2 separate regions of the Gossypium hirsutum genome follow, and region 2 is linked to region 1. A link is a contact called in public Hi-C data. All regions are on one chromosome and are shown on one strand. The core of a region is the stretch at or near the end of the contact, and the rest is flanking DNA. Distances in the headings are between cores, read along the strand shown. Region 1 holds the start of LOC121202798 (probable WRKY transcription factor 7). Region 2 holds the start of LOC107941920 (transcription initiation factor TFIID subunit 4b).

What was found. A called contact is a pair of places that touch in the nucleus more often than the background predicts.
Region 2: a Hi-C map of leaf shows a contact between it and region 1, with 3 times the contacts expected there. The contact joins the promoter of LOC107941920 here to the promoter of LOC121202798 in region 1. A contact is called at or near these places in 4 of 34 Hi-C or Micro-C datasets (hypocotyl and leaf).

The regions. Positions count from the first base shown.
Region 1 is chrA05:29,395,382-29,398,083 of Gossypium_hirsutum_v2.1, reverse strand. It overlaps LOC121202798 (probable WRKY transcription factor 7), which reads left to right and starts at 1,437. Exons shown (of 3, transcript XM_041112137.1): 1 at 1,437-2,373; 2 at 2,470-2,595. The coding sequence starts at 1,598.
Region 2 is chrA05:29,601,029-29,603,755 of Gossypium_hirsutum_v2.1, reverse strand. LOC107941920 (transcription initiation factor TFIID subunit 4b) reads left to right here and starts at 1,330. Exons shown (of 14, transcript XM_016875546.2): 1 at 1,330-1,563; 2 at 1,679-1,784; 3 at 2,026-2,585; 4 at 2,708-2,727. The coding sequence starts at 1,525. It also overlaps the pseudogene LOC107941917.

The DNA of each region.
Region 1 (2,702 bases), core at 188-2,687:
TCATAACTTGATGAATTAGATTATTAAACACTATAAATGTAAGTTTGTGGTTAAAATGGATGATTGAATCTATTTGAACGATATTTGTGCATTGAATAATGTGATTAAGAAGAAAGTTATCTTGAGTTGCTTCGATAATGTAATGTGACGTTATAAATTTGTATATAGTGACTGGGTCAGATGTGGGGTGTTAACAAAAATTGTGTTAACCATGATACTTTTTACTAATTGTGTAAATTAAACTTTATTTAATTTAAGAACAAAAGTTCTCATGAACATCTTAGCATATCATTATTCAAAAGCATAATGATTTATTTGGTTTATAAAAAAATTATTTTAACCCTTCATTAAAATTTTCTTCTTTTTTAGTCCTTAAACTTGTTTTTTTTTTTCAAAACACCCCAAAATGAATGGAGAAGTTAAGGTTTTTTTTAACTTTGTTGACGTTGGTTTCCATATGGTTGACACGTCAATATTTAATTAATTTTTTAAAATTTAAAAATTCAAAAAAATATAAACTATTTTTAAAAAATAAAAATCATTAAAATTATTTAAAAAGTCTAAGAATTACAAAAAATATATTTTAATATTTTAAAAAAATTAATTAGATGTTGACATATCATTTACTTGACAATCCATATATATATCACGTCAACAAAATTAAAGAATCTCAATTTTTTCATCTATTTTAAGATGATTTGATAAAAACGCAAATTAAAGAATTAAAAGAGATGAAAAATTAAATAAAAAGCTAAAATAATTTTTTTAATAAAGTTTGAGAATACCTTATTCAAAATGAACTTTTTTTTCAGCCATTGATATGATTTTATTTTAATTTTAGAAAAAGAAAGGTTTTTCCAATGGACGTGCCTGTCAACATTGACTTAATTTAATTGCTAAACGTGTTATATTTATTTAAATTTGATTAGGACTTTCCAAAAGATATATTCCAGAAAAAAAAAATCATTTGTCAAAGTTGAGCTCAAATGATGATGAGAAAAGAAAAAGACCAATCTTTATAAACAGTTATATGATGCTAAATCGAAGGGCAGCAATGGCCCCACTTTGAAAGAATCCCATATGACTTTGTGGGACGAAAGTTTGACGTTTCTTCCAGTTTCCGGTAAAAATGGTCCCACGAACGACTTTTTATGTTAGTTCTTTAATTAAAGCTGTTAAAAGTCAACTCCACTGCCTCACTGTCTCCAACCAAAATAGAATTCCCAATTTCACCTGGTCATCTCATCCAACGGTCATTCATCGCCCTTTGACTTTTAAAATTAAAATTCCCGTTGTGATGGGACCCAAGTTGGTCAAGGTGCCGACAGCAATTTTAATACGTGGAATGAAATGATTGGGTGATGAGTTCGACGGTAATATGTAACGGAAGGCATTAAGTTTGACTCTCTTCTCTTTTGAGCTTTTCTTCTTATTACTTTCATCATTTTGACATTATTATTTCAATTCATTTTCCCTCTCCTATCCTAAATATATCAAACCTTGGTTTTCTGTAAATCTATAAAACTGGTTTGATTCTTCTTCGGGTTATCAGACTTTTGGTGGGTTTGGGTTTTCTTTTTTCGTTTGATGAACAAAGATGACCGTGGAATTGAAGATGGTATACGGCGGTGATGGTGGTGGTAGTTTTGCAAGAAAAGTGGCGGAAACTGCTTTGAAAGAAGCTGCAAATTCTGGGATTCAGGGTGTTGAAGAATTGATAACGTTGATGTCTAAAAATCAAGAGCTTTTCAATCCAGATGTTTCTATTAAAACTGCTGCTCCATCAGGTTCAGCAGAGTCAGCCATGGATATCCAAGCTGTTACAGATAAGACTGTTAACTCTTTCAAAGAGGTTATTTCTTTATTGGATCGACCGAGAATCGGCCATGCTCGATTTAGACGAGCCCCTGTTCTTCACCCAAACCAAGATACAGAACAAGCTTCGAAGAAGATTCAAGAGCCAGAGACAGCGTCTTCTTCTTTTCAAGTAACCAAAGATCAAGTGTCTGCTTTTAAGCCTTTTTGTTTGACCCCAAGTTATAGGTTGCCTCCTTTGCCTCATAGTCGCCCCCAGAGTAAAAGAAGTCCTCCTTTGATAGCAAAGATTGGTGTTTTGGAAAGAAACGAATCGCCTAGTACCATAAATTTCTCATCTTCGCGTACTTTGTCTGCTGGGAATTCATTTATTTCTTCCTCAACAGGAAATACTGATAGCTTTCAGCCATCCGGTTTCCAATTTACTAGTCCTTCTCACGTCCCTTCTTCTGGCAAACCTCCATTGTTTTCCTCTTTGAAAAGGAAGTGCAATTCATTGGATGGTGCTGCTCTTAAATATGGTTCATTCTCTCGCCGTTGCCATTGCTCCAAGAAAAGGTTGGTTTCTTAGATTTTCTGGGTCATTCATACAATTTGGATCGTTTAATTGATTTTATTCTGAAAGTCTGAACCTTTTGATTGAACTTTTATTAGGAAATCAAAATTGAAGAAGGTCATTAGAGTTCCAGCTATTAGCAACAAGACGGCTGATATTCCTCCTGATGAATATTCATGGAGAAAATATGGGCAGAAACCAATCAAGGGGTCCCCTCATCCAAGGTTCGTAAAGATTATTAGCTTGGTTTTTGCCTTTCATGTGCGTCTCTTTACCAGTCAATCCACCCGTTACCTGTTTGATTAAACGCCTCAAAAGGACAATAATTCAA
Region 2 (2,727 bases), core at 81-2,580, 210 kb before region 1:
AGTGAGTTAACTCTCTAGTTCATATGCTGTTTATTCTTTTCATCCAGAAATTTAGTTTCTTTACAATCCCTTTGTTCATATGTAGCGTAGACAAATTATTTAAACCTCAAAAATGCGAGTCAATGAGCTTCGTTGATTTGAATTATGGTCCTACAATAATATACCAACACAAACCTGGCTAACAAGTAACTCCCATGGCCAAGAGACTGACTGCCTTGGGGAAATTATGCAGGTCCGTTACCTATTTGTCTAGTTTGCTAGATAATGATGACCGATCCATGCGGATCGCTGCTGGTGAAGTATTGTCTCTTATTTTTGAGATGGGAAGCTTAGAGAAGTTTGTAGCTGAAACTAAAGGTTACATTGATGGTTCAGCTTTAGAAGGAAATAAAACTAAAGACAGGTTCTCACATATACAAGGACTGAAGGGGAAAATTCTAAATCAAGCTCGAGACCTCTCCGTGGAAGCTGGTGGTAAAGGTTCTTCCAAGAAAGATCTTAATAACCAGAATCCAATTGAGTACATACCTAATTATATAATTTAAACATTCGAATACTTAAATTTGACTTACTGAAGTGGATATGGATAAATTGAGTTCGAATTTCATTTATTAAACCCCCAATGACTTCCTACTGTGGTTTAAACCTACAATTAGACTTGATCATGGGTCGGGTTACTCGGTCCGACCCGAAAGCTCGTTTGAAATGTAAGAGGGTTTAGGTAAAAATATAAGTCCGAAAAATGAGCTTAGATAAAAAAAAGAAGACCCGTTTAAAAAACAGGCCGGGCCGGGCCGGTCCTCGAGTAAGACATTTTGACTCGGGCCAGACCCGGCTTGGTCTGAATTCACTAAAGGACAAAAAAATTTGCTATTTTTTTAAATATTATTTTCTCTCTATTTTGCTATTATTTTACTATTATTTGTTACTATTTTGTTGTTATTGTTTGGATATTGTATAAAACTTATTTTATTGTTAATTCTGTTATTATTTTAAAGGCATTTGTTATTTTTTAATTATTTTAGAGGTATTCGTTTGTTAAGTTGCATTTGTCTTAGGGTTATTTAAGTCTACATATTTTTTAAAATTTATTTCTAATTTATTGAAAAATATTTATTTTCATATTTTTAATATTTTTGATGTATTATATATATTTAAAAATTATATAAAAAATTAATACAGATGAATTAGGTCACACTTAGGAAAAATTTTAATTTTATTTTTCGGGCGAAGTCCAAAGTAAACAGACATCAATTTTTATTTGGGCCTGGCCATGGGCTTTAGTATAGGCCTCCTATAGTCTATATAAGCTAAGGAACAACGTCGGTAGACGCTTTCCTTGGTTTCTCGATTCACTGTATACAACTACTCTTTCACCTTTTGTGAAGTTCTCAAATATTTTTTTCTTCTCAGTATCCTTTTTTTTTTTGAAATACTGTACTTAATTATAATCCTGTAAGCTGAACGATTCCCGCTGAGCAGCCGGCGAGGCAGAACGGCAGCCGGTTGCAGGTATAACTTGTGATGGACCCTTCCATAGTGAAGCTCCTTGAAGAAGAAGAGGTTTTTCTTTGTTCTGGAATTTTTTTTTTACTCTCCGCTATTTTTCTAGAATTCGTAATAAGTGAAGGTTATTTAATCTGATTTTCCAATTTCTGTCTTAAAAAACTGTTAATAGGACGAGTCTATGCATTCTGGAGCTGACGTTGAGGCTTTCCAGGCGGCGTTGAATCGAGACATTGAAGGCGATGCGTCGAATTCTCAGCAGTCTGGTTCAAATATCGGTATCATCCTTTTCTTATTTTTTTGGTTTTCGTTTTTATTTGGCTTCTAATTTTCCAGACTAAGAGACTAGATTTGGTTTTATAAATAGTACCTTTAGAGTGGAATTTAGTAATTTTTGTTTATTAAGGGTTAAAATTTCTTAATTGAGAGTATAATTAGCTTACTTTTGTGTTAATTGTTGGTTATGAATTGGTTCTCCTCGGAATTTCATCCGTGTCTACGTTTTAAAAAATACAGCAGTTCTGTCTCAAGGAAGCAATCCAGCTTCCAGTCAATCGGTTGCGCAATGGCCGGCCTCGGGGCAAGACGGAAACTCCAACTTTCAAAATCAACAAGTCCTTCAAAGTGCACAGCAACAGCAGCAGACTTTGTCTGAATCAGAGCAAAAGCAGCACGGAGCTGTTGTCACTGGAAGTCAGCAACAAGTGCAACAGCCAAATGATGTTCCAAAAGAACATAGTCGTCTACCACCACAACAAAAACAACCCCAAGAGGACCATCCACAAGGAGTGACCGAACAAATTCCTGCCCCAGTTCCTCAAACTACTGGGATTCAGAGCCAGACTACTGAAAAAAGTCCCATCTCGCGTGAACCTGAGAGAACCAATAATCAAGACAGTGAATCACAATATGCGAAATTACAGAAGCTGAGTAATCATCAGGCCAGCGGAGCAGAGCAGCCAAATAGTCCTATGAATCGAGGAAAACAAGTTCCATTTGCCGTGTTGTTGCCTGCTTTACTGCCTCAACTTGATAAAGATAGAGCCATGCAGCTTCATACTCTGTATGGTAAACTAAAGGTCGATTTTTAATATAAACCAATATGCTACGATTCTCCTGTTTATTTAGTAATGGATGAAATAGAAGGAATGGAAAATTTTTTGCCCTTATTTCTGATTTTTCTATTGGATTTATCTGATAGAAAAATGAAATTGCAAAAGA